2 separate regions of the Anas platyrhynchos genome follow, and region 1 is linked to region 2. The links are chromatin contacts, called in public Hi-C maps. All regions are on one chromosome and are shown on one strand. The core of a region is the stretch at or near the end of the contact, and the rest is flanking DNA. Distances in the headings are between cores, read along the strand shown. Region 1 has its middle 28 kb from the start of OPN3. Region 2 holds the start of RGS7 (regulator of G protein signaling 7).

Evidence for each region. A called contact is a pair of places that touch in the nucleus more often than the background predicts.
Region 1: a contact with region 2 is called in a Hi-C map of F1 follicle, with 3 times the contacts expected there. The contact joins the enhancer-like site here to the promoter of RGS7 in region 2. A contact is called at or near these places in 4 of 8 Hi-C or Micro-C datasets (F1 follicle, F5 follicle, liver and 1 more).

The regions. Positions count from the first base shown.
Region 1 is chr3:29,620,874-29,627,874 of IASCAAS_PekinDuck_T2T, forward strand. No RefSeq gene overlaps it. Among named protein-coding and RNA genes, the nearest start is that of OPN3, 28 kb to the right of the region's middle. Within about 2 kb of position 3,903, at least 1 of the 8 cell types and tissues checked has an H3K27ac peak or open chromatin away from gene starts, as enhancers often do. A contact at or near this core is called in F1 follicle, where this site is marked.
Region 2 is chr3:29,539,155-29,545,762 of IASCAAS_PekinDuck_T2T, forward strand. It overlaps RGS7 (regulator of G protein signaling 7), which reads right to left and starts at 2,982. Exons shown (of 17, transcript XM_027453802.3): 1 at 2,636-2,982; 2 at 1,506-1,613. The coding sequence starts at 1,583.

The DNA.
Region 1 (7,001 bases), core at 2,653-5,152, 83 kb after region 2:
TTACTTTGAAGCTCCTGTGCTCCATACTTGGAACTCAAACCTGCAGGTATACATACTGATGTGTAGGAAGGGGTAACAATTTCTTCCCTCCCTTTCTATGGCTAACTTCATACAACAGCACAAAGACAGGCTTCTCCCAGTTTACAATCAACGACATTCACTCCAGGCAGTCCATCAGGTTAGACAGATGCTGGTTTCACACTCCCTGGCCAGTGTTTCAGAACACAGCAGCACCAACTCCTTATTCACAGACTACTCTTGAACAAGCTGTTCCCCTGGCTCTTCAGCCCCACTCAGCTTCACAAGCCCAGGTCTTAGTGACTTTTTACTTTGCAACCTGAACCAAAACTGCTATATCTAGCGTGAGTCTCCTCCATCAAAGGCACTGAGCCCATCTCATGCTTGCTGCATCTTTCTCATGCTATTATGCATACATTGTGGAGCTCTGGTTTGTTTGGGAATTACCTAACCAGCAAGCTGGGTCCTACCAATCATTCCAACATTTTTTAACCTTGTGTCACTGTACACATTTTAGAGAAATTTTGAAATCATAGCTTTAACCTTTTGTGTCAGAAAAAAAAAAAGAACAAATGTTCATTCAGCAACCTTAATTGTGCCTTGCAAGTGACTAAGGATAGCTGCCCTTGGTAATCTCAGAGAAAACCTATATATACATAAATATATATATATATATATATATATAAGAAAACACACAGACAACAAAATAAAATAACAAGGAAAAAAAAAAAAAAGTGAAGACCAATCAAATGCAGCTCATCATTTATCCTGCAGTAGCTCTGGTATGATGAGAAGATAAGTAAGTAGGAAAACATAGCATAAATGTTATCTACGCCTATACCATATGTATCTACCCATTTGTCTGGAACAGTCCAAAGAAGAGTCTACAGAGGTCAGTGTAAAACCTGAACTCAGTGCTTGATCAGTGTATTTTGGACAGTCAGGCTACATGCATCACACTAAATCATACTAAATCAAAGAATATCTGACTTGGAAGGGATACACAAGGATTATCGAGTCCAACTCCTGGGTCCCCAAAGCACCACCCAAAATAAACAAACAAAATTAATCTGTAGCATGTTGCAAAATGTGCCTTTGAATCCCGCCAGTGCCTAACTTGTAGAGAGGGTGACTGCTTTACTTGGTAAAAGTCATGAGCTCGTCTTTCAGTTGCTTCAAAGAAAGCTGTGAAAACTGTTGACAACTAAAAACAACAGGACAGGTTTTCCTGGCTGTCTAGTCTCTGGTCATGCCTTACCACAGAGATCACCTTTGCAACCGAGGAATTAACAGTATGTAGTACTGACATTGCAGTGAATGCAATTTTAGAGAGGATTAGATTTTGGTGATGGTGTTTTTGTTGTTTTAAGGAGTACATTGTAGAAACAATACTTCTGTTTAGCATTTTCTAAATACTATATGCTTCTTAAAAGGCAGAAATACTGTGTAGATGGTCGATACCTAAGTCTTCAAATAGGAGCTACGTACCAGCAGAGCTTTGTGGATTCTTGCTGCCAGCCTCCAGGGCAACAACAGATTGAGTAAAATGATTGTACCACATATGTTTGCCTGAACAATAGAATAACATTGCTCAAATCAGGAATGCTATGAACTGTTTCTGTCTGTCAGATCTATCAGAAGAATATTTCTTAGCCTTCAGGACTTCCACATATGCAGTGGGAAGCAATATCATTAATAGACTCATATGAAAACACCCAAGACAACAGACTAATCTTGCTTGACCATATCTTGTCCAAGGCCATTCACGGTAGCAGAGATGACTAAGCTACAAAGACATATGAGGACTTGGGAAAAAAATAAAGCCAAAATCCAAAATAAGAGCTTGCACCAAGTTTTACAGAAAAATGAAATTACCGTGAAAGATGTCCATGTTTACAAGCAAACTGAAGTACAGTAAAAGAAGCATGTTCTACACTGAATCCATTAGGGATGTAGCAAAGGGTTTACTCTGCCTTTAAGAGTTATTCATCTTAACTTGGACACAAAGTGACCCAGAGGAAAAGTGGGAGGCAGGAAAAGCATGTGTTTTGCAGGATGAGAGGATAATAGAGAGAGCAGTTTGCAGCACCCACTTCCTGGCCTCCCCATCCCACTGATACTTTCTCCCACCTAGCATATTTTCCAGAACTTTGATGTATATTCTCCAGCTTGAGAAAATATTGTCCTTAATTTTAAGCAAATTATCTTTGGGAAAGTGGCTCCAAAATCAATGGAAAACCATCATGGACACTAGGTAGTGGACTTACATGGCCTGGTGAGAATTACTTATCTTCTTCGGACTTGTACTGCTCTGAAATAAGTGGAGTTCCTAATTTGGTGGTACATTTACTCAAGAAGAAAGCAAAGTAACTACCCTATCTGAACAGAGAATTTCTGACAGTAAGAGGTAGCACATTCACTTACAAGTAGCATGACTCTCTAGCATAGAAATATGTCTTGAAGCTCTGTTTGCATTTAAAGATCTTTTAGAATAGGCTTTTGTCACCCCAGCAGACCAGCAAAGAACATCCAGGATAGCAGCCTTACAGTTTTGGGGAAGTCTAGCAAGCTGGGGTACAATATAATTAAAATTAAAAATAGCAAATAATAAAAGTCTGTTCAGTAATTCCCTGCTCTTCCCTGTGCATGTTACACTAGACTGTCCCTGGTGGTCAGCATCTTCTTTCCCATGAAAGCACCTCATTCCTCCTTTTCTCTGTCATGGCAGAACACTGCTCCTATTTGCACAGAGTGCTGTATACACAGATATTATGTTAAGACAACTTGTACCCTTGTGAGATCTTCTGCATTTTATATAACTTAAGCATTGCCCTTGCCACTCTAGAACAGGATGGACTTTTATTCCTATCTTGTATCATTTGAAGAGAAAGCATTAAGCATGTAATTGTTACCCCTAGGAAGAATAGTTTAAGAAGAACTTGTCCAAAACATAGCAAAGCCTGAAGAAAACTAAATCCATAAATATTCATTCAGATACTAATAGTATATGTCTTTATACATATATATAATGTATGTGTGTAAATATATAAATATTTTTCTCCTTTATTCCCCCTCATATATATGCCCCTATATATGTATATATAAAGGGGGAAAAATCTGCCAAGAACACAGAAACAAGTCAAACTCCAGAGATAAAAATACCATAGTTATGCTTGGCTTGATAACCCAATGGCTCCCTCTGCAGGGTGAAACATTATTCAGATAAAAACGGACTTGTACGTAATCAATGCACTTCTCAAGCTACATGGACACGTTAAAGTAATTGCCAGTGCTGTCTCACTTTACACCATCCTCTTAAAATTTCTGCATATGTCAGTTTAGTCCCCTTCCCCTTTAGTCCCCTTCCACAGTGCCAAGTTGATGCTATCTTTGCATTCCTCCTTGTAATAAGGTGGAGATACCAAGTATGTTGTAATTCCCTCTTTACTCACCAGACCCTACATATTTGAGGCTTTCTGTTAGAAAAGAATGCAGACAGTGAAATAATGTTGCAACTGGCTGACAAATAGAAAAATAGGAACATAGAAGGTCCTTCAATCAGAAGAAAAAAAAAAAAAAAAAAAAGCAATGCCTTGTTAGTTTAAATTCAAAGAATAAATGAGTATATAAAGAAAGGAAGAAGAAAGGAAGACAGAGTTACCAACTTCTCCTTTATTTGCCAATTTAGAACATATTTTCTTTTGTCATTCTTTGTCTTTCCGAGAAAGACTTGATTATTTATATGCCTCTTTGTAACGTCTCAAGGACCAGTTATTAGGAGATGATGTTTGAAAGGTAAGGCCTGGGACACACTGTTCTTGGGAAACATTCTGTCCGCTTCAAGCAGCAACGTGTCTATTTCTAATCACTGATTTCTCATTTCACCTTGGAAATTGGCAGCGTATGTTCTCCCAAATTCCTTTTAAAAGCTGAGTGGCTTTTACAACAGTAGTCTGAGCTGGACATATAAAATGTAGTTAGAGAAAGCTCAAAGTAAATATGATTATTATTCTATCACACATTATTCCAACAATAGAAACCAATAAGCTGTTTCAATACAGTTAGTGAAGCAAATGTTCCCCACTGTCAGTCCATCTCATAGCAATTCCCCGGAAACCAGACATGCCATTAACTGTAATAGAAGTAGCTTCAGGGCAGGAGGAAGACAGCTATATCTAAGCTTTTATTTAAAATTTTAACTACATCTAATATTCATGAGGTAGACTATTTTTTGTACAGCAATAAATAGCTACATAAATTGAACTATTTATTTAGTGACCATCTTTATATGCTTTATACACTCAAACATCCTAAATGTGTACTAGGCATATGGCTGCCATCTTATCCTCACATTAGAAGAAACATCAGACGGTGCTCCAATGTGTATAAAAAGAATGCCTTCCTACACGCTACACCTTCTTTGCCTTCTCCTGTCCTACTATCCTCTCATTTAAAAACTTTTCATGTGACTGAAACCCATACGTATTTCCATGATTTATACAGCTTCGTTGTTTTCTGAGGGGTTCAAAAATCATTTATTTTACAACTCCCTACAAATGAGTGATCATAATTAATAGAAGATGGCATGTGAAATGGAGGTTTAGACTTGTGTTATGTGTCATATATGTAGATGCTGTACTATCTATCCAAAAGATCACAGAAGCTTAGTAATGACAGAAGGTTCAGAAGTGGACAAAAACTTATTCTATATTTTACCTCAAGGAAGAAAATTAGAACTCACATTCAACAGCTCATGAAACATATTTAAGCTTTCCTCAGACCCAACTCATAGACAAACGTTACTAAAACTGTGATAAAATAAATTTTACATTCCAGGCAATGTATTTATTGTATATTTAGCACAAATAAAATAAAATAAAATAAAATAAAATAAAATAAAATAAAATAAAATAAAATAAAATAAAATAAAATAAAATAAAATAAAATAAAATAAAAATAGAAAAAAAACTGACACAATTCAAGATATCAGTTGTGGCCTTGCCCATGTGCTCACTACACCACTCACACCAGCACAGCAAACCAAATCAGAGGCACACTGTATTGAGTTTCAACTGGTACTAGGTAATTAGATAAATCTTGAAGACAGCATGACATGTAAAGACAAAGAGTATTTTCTCATTTTTTATCTAAGATCCATTCATAACAGAGACAAAATTCCAAGTCTGCTCCATATTCTGGCCTCAGTCTCAATCACCTCTCTATAAAGAAAGCACGGTAAGCCTAACATGGCTAACAGCTCTTCCTCAGAGCAGACGTCAAGCTACTTTACAAAGTACAAGATGGAATTCTACTTTCAGCTGGAGAAAGTTTCATCAAGGCAAAAAGTGGATTTAGACATACTGCTCCAGCAACGTAATGTGTAATGAAAATAGGCAGCCAGGCTCTTTGTTCTATTAGGAAGTGCTGATTTAACCACAAGAGGGAGAACAAACACTGTCGAAAACGCAATGAACCAACTGTAAAAGAGCCAGGTCCAGAAGTGTTTGATGCTGAGCCTACAGCTGATAACCTGCATTCTAATTTGTAGTGAAAATCAATTTAATTTCCTCTTCGGCTTTAATTCCTTGCAAGTAAATCTTCAATACTAATCTGTTAAAGAGGCAGAGAGAGAGAAAGGCATTCATAATGTTCAGCATTAGGTGGATAAATTATACGCAGAGCCAGGTCAGAACAGCAGCAAAGAGGCCGTGGGTGTGAGGCAGCTGGGACTAAAAGGCTGCACAGATTGCCTGTGCCAAGAAGAAAGGAAGATCAGGTGCTGCAGTTCAAAGAGCTGAGTCTCCCTTCTGCTTTTGATCCTGCCATTGCTGTCATGGAAGGAGGGACTGGGGCGCATGAAAGTACCAGTCCAACTCAGAAGCTATCACCAACCTTAGTAGCAGCAAGAACATTCATCCACACCCTCTGGGACTGTTCCAGCTTCACCCCCTGTTCCCCATTTCCTTTACAAGAGTCAAGAAATAATAACTGTGGTAAAACAGACATTACTTCTCAGTATAGTTCACATTACTGCTGTGTAATACCAATAACATAAATTGTTTTGCCCAAGCCCTCCCTCTCCCTTGTTTTCTGGTTTGAAGCCGCTACATAGATTTTTGCTGCTCAGAAACACATCTGCATCCTTTGGTGTTCTTCCATGCACATCTTTTAGGCCTCCACATTTTTTGCTTGTCTATGCTTTTGGTATCAAACCTTTTCCATTAAGATGTTTTGCTTTTCTAGTATAAACACTTTTGTTTTCAAAATTTTCTGCCCAAAAAAAAGTCATGTAATAAGTTCTATAGTATTTATTGCCTCATCCATTGCCACTTTTATTCACTGAGGTCTGAAAAGACAAAGACTTGCTGATTGTTTTCCAGGCTTCCAGCCTGTAGTATCTCCTCAAAATAACTTCACAGATCTTTGATTCTTGATTTTCCAAATTATTTTCACCTAATACCTAGATTTACTGTCTTTAGATTTTATAGAAGAGGCTTTCCAAAGCACATCAGCAGCAATGGATACTAATGTTGATGAAATTAGTGGATGTTTGTATCACAGAAGACAGAGGCATCAGCACTTTCCAGTGCTGGCTGGGCCCCCGCAGCTGCAAAGCCAGTTTTACGTTCCTATCCATTCTCTGCCCAATCTTCCCAAACTGGATTTCCCAATTCTTTGTCTCCAAAAACATCACACTTTTTTTGTTACATCTTGCCTTGGTACTCTCCAGAAATGCAGGTTGCAGCACCCATTGAGCTTCTGCAGGTGTCTTTTACTCCTTGAAAGAGATACTTAAATACCTAGCAGATACTTTCATACTGAGCTGTTTATATATGGGTCAAATATCAATTTGTGAAATCTTTTGCCACCAGCACTAGATTTTTTTTTTTTATCCTTTATGTCTGAATATTATATAGTTGATTTTTGTTCTTGAGCTGAAGGCTGTTGATATAAGCTAAGGATAAATATATCGTGCTAAACCA
Region 2 (6,608 bases), core at 1,732-4,231:
ATAAGTTTTGGTACGTTGCTTTTAATATATGCAGAACATCTTTACATATAAATTCATGCACACGATTTCATTTTGAAACACACTTGTGATGTCAGTTTTAAGGTAACCCTGTATTTTTCTAGATGTGCAATTTTACATAGACATATAATGAAGGTTAAATTCATAAATTCATTCACTTTTGAAAAAAATATAATTTTTCAACAGAGCAAATACCACCAGAACCCACTGAAATAAGAAATGTATTTTAAAATAGGAAAGAAAAATAAGCCATGTATCCATCTTAATTTTAAGACTATTTTATAATTTCTGGGAAAAGATAACTTACTGTTGATGCCTCATTTCTCCTCAAAGACTAAACTGTGTTTATATTGGGTATTTTGTTACAGTTAACTTGCAAAAATAAAAGTCAGTGCCTCTAAAAAATATATTGATTTTTCCACCTGATAAAAACAAACAAGCTAGAAAGTACTGCATTCTAGGAATAAACAAGTAGTTATGTAATTATGTATTTCAGTGTGCAAGAGCATCTTTTTTTCTCTATTATTAGAAATTGCTATTCTCTCTTGAAAAATGCAATTAAAGATTTATCAAAATAAACACAATTGCCAAGTTTACAGTAAAAAATAATAGTGTGTCAACCATTTCAAAATCCCCAAGCATCTACTGTCACATAAATGGAAGCATAGTGGCTACATAACCCCCACTCCTGAAGTTCAGTGTCTGGAAATTTGTATATTAATGCTATTAGAATAATTACATTAGAAATCCTTCCCAGAGAGAATCCCTGAAGTGTATTTTTGTTTTGTTGTGTTTTTTGTTTGCTTGTTTGTTTGTTTTAAGTTTCTTTTGTTTTTAAGTTCTAATGATTGCAGATAAATAATATCTTTAATCAGTTTTCTCCTCATATAAGTTAATGGTTCTGACTTTCCTACACTTTAAGAATCTTTGCCCAGAGAGAGCAATACAAAATAATACATTATGTAGTTAATATTTTGCTTTAAAATATATGAATTCATTTTACTAATAGGTCTTACAAGTGAACGCTTGAAGTCAAAACATCTTCCAGTCTCTGGCACATGTCATATGTTTCTATGCATAAAGTGAATTAAATATATCAAGTATTTCGAATCAAAACCAACTGATCCTGAACACGATGCACAGCTGACACATGTATTTGTATTTTACCATTCAAAACAACAAATCCAGTCACTTTGTAACATAAGAGTCACTAGCAGTACCTGGAATATGGATCTACTTTTCACATGCCATTTGATCTGCATTAGGCAGCATAAATGTCAACAGATAAAAAAAAGAGTCCAAGTCCATGTCAGGTGATTGTGTTCAGAAATCATTCTGCTTCATTCACAGCAAAGCACAGCAGTAGCTTCTATTCAATACAGTGTAGAGAAACAGTAAAAATGATGGCCTCACTTGCTAGGCAAAAGAGTTCAGGACGTCACCATTTCCTGAAGTACCATCCTCAGCTTTTGAAAAGCAAAGCTTACCTTTCTGTACACCAGCATGTTTGGGGATTCATCGGCCACCCCATTGCTGCTTTGCCCGTAATTATTTCCTTGTGCCATGTCCCACAGATTTGATCTGCTTTTGTTGTGCTGTAAAAGGTAAAAGTGGTCTCGTTAAGCCACTGCCTCAGGTCTCCTTCCTTTCTTGATGATTAACGGACCTGAATTTTTACCAACACATTATCAGAACCAGTGGATGTCCTTAACTCCAACAGATATTTACACCAAAGCAAAGCAGTTAATTCACCTTTTACTGTCACTACTCTCTTTTGCCTGTAAGTAATGAATGTAATATGTTAATCTAATTTAGCCTGTAATGAATTGTCACTCCGAATAGCTCCCTGACACACCACCAGCCACCATATCATGTGGGTGCCTCCTCTCAAAGCCCTCTTCCCTCCTCTACACAGCTTCAGTGAGGGATGTTCTGCACCTAAGACCACAGTTTAGGGGGCACTGACTGGGGCCATGACTGCATGTGCAGCGCTGCCCTCTCCTCACCGTTTGGGTCAAAGCAACTTTCACAGCACACAAACACGTAAAAAGCCACCCACCCACCCACTCTCAACTTCTCCACAATTCACCATGTAATGTGCCGGGGGAGGGGAGCAGGTTGCAGGGAGTATTGGGGGTGGGGGTGGGATACGAAAGAAGGCAAACAAGCTTCCCGGTTGCTTTCACCTACTTTCCTCGCACTTCACCACAAACCACCGGCTCGGCCGCCAGCCCGCTCTCCTGCCCTCTCTCCCTCCCTCCCCCCCCCGGCCACACGGGAGCTGCACCGAGCCAGCGCTCTGGCTTTGCACGCAGGTGTGAGAACGTGCTCCATCTACAGACCGCGCCGGCGGCCGCGGGGAGCCCGGCGTGCTGAGCCCTACCCCAAGCACCCCCCTCCGGAGCCCTCCCCGCCGCCCGGGCGCAGCAAATGGCCGGCAGCCCGGCGGCGGCGCGTTCAGCACAGCGGGGAGAGGCGTGTGCTGGCTCAGCACCGCGGGCAGCGGCAGCCCCGCGGAGAGCAGCAGCAGCAGCAGCAGCAGCAGCAGCTCGCTCGGCACCGCGGACAGCGGCGGCCCCGCGCTCAGCACCGCGGACAGCGGCCGCGCTCGCCTCACCTGGCGGGCCAAGGTCACTCCTGCGGCTCCGGGCGCGCCCCGCGCGGGCGGCGTCAGCCGGCAGCGGGCGGGGGGACGCGGCGGCGCTCGCTCATCACACGCGGGCACACACACACACACACGCTCACACGCACACACTCACGCACGCACACACAGCCGGGGCTGCGGCTCTCCTCTCTCTCTCTCTCTCTGCTCTGCCGGAGCGGCGGCAGCGCAGCGCCCGCCCCGCAGTGGAGCGGCCGTCACGTGGGGGACGGGCACGTCAAAGGTGCTGCTGCTGCTGCTGCTGCTGCCTCCGCCGCCGCCTCCGCCTCTCCTCGCCGAAAGCGGCGGCCAAGGAACTGCAGCTGCTGCAGAGCTGGCAGCGGCCCCTGGAAATGAGATTAGGCAGTGCCGGAGGGCTGGGCAGGAAGAGAAATGTGGGCTAATGGAATGGGGAAGGAAGGAGGGAAGGTGGTGCGAGAGGCGCAGGCGACACCTGCTCCCCGCTATCTCCTTCCTGCACCTTCACCGGCAGCAGCAGGGTGATCGGCTCTGCCTGATCCTCGGCCCTGTTCTGGGCACCCAGAAAAAAAAATAATAAAAAATCCGTGGGGAGCTCGTGCCCCGTCGGCACCGCAGACCACCGAGCAGCAGGAGACAGCAAGTCTGTACCAACCTGACGGGAAGGAGCCCTGAGGGCACCTCAGGACATCCTCAGGGCTATTTTACTACGTCCAGTTTGTCCCTCGTTTGCATATAGAGTTGACCACGATAAAACTAAAAATAAGGTCTGTAGGTCATATTTTTCCACATCACATGGATAAGAATGCTTTCGTTTTCCAAATGCTGAAACACCCTGCATGCAACATCCACAAGAACAGAAAATATTTGAGTGGTTAGCTTTGGGATATTCCCATTTGAAAGCATCTTGTCTGGAAACAGTAACTTATTCAAATTTCAAGGATGATCTTGGAAATAAATAAACCTTCTGTGGTGCACTGCACCTTGTGGCGTGTGCACTGGTGGAATCCCACAATAGACACACAGAGGTTTCCATACATACTGTCATCCTCACTCTTTCTACCTTCCTCACATCCCAAAGAGACTCAAATCAACAATATCCTGTTAGAAGTTAGCTATTAGCAACTACTGATAACTAATCTTAACTACTCTTTCGAGTTTTGCATATGCCTTCAAGTCCTTTAAAAGAAAAAGTGACAAATTAACTAAGGCATTGATAGTGAGCCACATACAAAACAAAGAAGATTTGGACCTCTTAGGAAGTGGAAGAAAGGAAGATAGATTTAATACTGGTCCTATAACGAGCACTGAAGTAAAGACAGCTGACCTCAAACATGAATTGGAATGGACTTTAGGGAGAGTAGAAGTAAAAGGTGAAATGACCCAACAGAGAATAAGAATAAATAACAGAGCTCAGGGAGATATACTGGGTAGGAAAGGAGCTCTGTAGCAGACAGACAGCATATGTCTAGACTTTTCCACAGAAGAATAATTTAATATGTCACAAGAAAAAGGCACTGTGGGAAAAAAAAAATGTGGATTAGAGCAAAATTTGGAGTTTTGAGATGGAAGAGATCAATACAAGTGAAAGAATTTGATAGCAAAAGAGGAAAGTAAAGGAAAAAGAATTACAATGGATGAAAAGAGTGGCAGAGAAAAATATGAAACTAAAAAATAAACAGAACTGGAAAAAGGCTCATTTCCCATTAAAAATCTTCTTGATGTAAAGTAGCATCTTGAGGAACCTAAGCAATGAAACCTCAAAATTCTAATCTTCCAACAGACCCTGTGATTAAGTCCAGTCCACTGTTGAGAAATGAATACCAGCAATAAAGATCTCAATCTAGTTTTCCTAGCCATCACATACATGTCCCAAGTGACCAGTGTTGGAGTAGTTCACATACTACAGATTTGACTGTGTAAGACTGATAGGTGTACTTGATGTCAAGAGAGAAGTCTTCCAAAAGCTGTTTAAAAAGTTGAATAGCAGTAAACTCACATTCTTATTTATCAGACTGTTGTCCAAATTTCTGAGTAAAAATGGGAACTGCATAAAATATGCTTCAAATGCAATTTTACCATAAAAGAGGAGAAAAATATTGATTTACACATACTCTTTCCATTTGCTCTGCCAGTCAACATTTAGTAAAGAATTTGTGTTAAAGGGGATTAAAAAATTCAAACATTAGCAAGTTTCCAATAAAGTCACATTCTTGCTTTCTTACTCTGCCTCATCTTACTACCAATCCAAATGAAAAAATACAGAAAACAAAACTCTTTTGTATTGCAATTCTTGGCCAACATACACAAATTTGTTTACAATGTGTCTTTAATCCACCTAATTCCTATAAGCCGTTCAGCAAGTAGATTTTGGCAGGAGTTATAAGTCTTTGTAAAACTCCCTAACAAAGCTGACTAAATCTATGCAATAACATTTCCAAGCTTTTACTGTCTGAGAACCTCTTCAAAAATGAAGGCAGAGGTATCCCCAACTGAGTTAGAGTTTTGGCAATTCTGCCTCCAATCTTGATTTTGCTTTAAACATACTGATTAATTTCACAAATAAAGAAAAATACAAGATGTTATACTAGTCGGGTGGGGCTTATATATTTTCTTTGAAACAAACAAATTTCATTACCATAAGTTATATTCTAAAGAAAATTTATTCAAGTATGTAGACAGAGCAACAATCTGGATCTGCTGAAGTCAATACATGTTTGTCCATTGATATCAAAAGGAAATATATTTCACATACAGTATTTAATCTTGTCCTTGGAACCAAAAGAGTAACACAGTCATCACTGTTATGTATCTCATAACTACAAACTAGCTACACTGAAGCACACCATTTCATCAGCATGTCCACTGACAAAATGAAAAAGAAACTTTAACCTTTGAAATGGCAAAGCAGAAGAGAAAAACAGAAATAATCCAACAGATTTTATTTATTTATTTATTTTGGTCACCATTGGTGGTGAAACAGATGCTAGAATTGATAGCTTCATAAATATAAGTCAAAAGAAATTAATTTCTTTTCAAAATACCTAACTGGATCTCATTCTGATACAGTTGGATGTGCTTTAATTCATAAATTATTTACACATCTTCTCACATTGAAAGTCATCACTTATCTCATCCACAGCTAGCATTAGCATCTCCAGAAAGCATGGTCTGCCAGAAGAGGAATGTTCTCTTTCAAAATGCAAAGCAAAAACTACTCATTAATAAAACAAAGATGATAGAAAAAGGCTGTCAAGGGGCAGCTTTATCTAACAAGGCAATAAAGGTACACATGATTTAGTAAGGTGGTGACTACATTTTCTGTGTTTAGTTGGCAGTGTCAATAAAACTCAAGTATTCTAGTAATGTCATATGCAGATGGTACACATAACAGCTATTTTTAAGTCAGAATATTACGTACAGACAACATCTATCTGGATATGAAGATCTGGATTTTTTGTCTGTTCTACTGATCTGTAACATTATGGCAGCACGCTGCCCATATCCATTATTTATCTCATCTTATACCTACACTGAATGTTCCTTGGAGTAAAGACTTGCTGTGCAACCTCTTAGAACAGCATGATCTTGTTCTATGACCAATATTTTGAAACATTACTGCATTATAAATAATCATATTCAAACTTAGAAAAATAATGCAAACCTTCTAGACAGCTAGGCTCTAACACTAAATATTGACACGAGTTGTTACTGTGCTACCTTCAAGTATAAAACCCAGATTTTCTTTTTCTGCTAGCCTAGCTAAGCATGAAAATGGCCCTTCTACTTAAATTGAATGGATATATTTGTGATTCTACAAAACTGCAAGTGTTTCAGTGCCATGCTCTGAATTGATAGCTAGAGATCCCAGACTGAATCCTCAGCCTGATTTGAACAGCTGCTCCTTCATGAATGAATTGCAATCAATCCATTTAATGTAGGTCATCAAATGCCCTTCAGATGATTACAA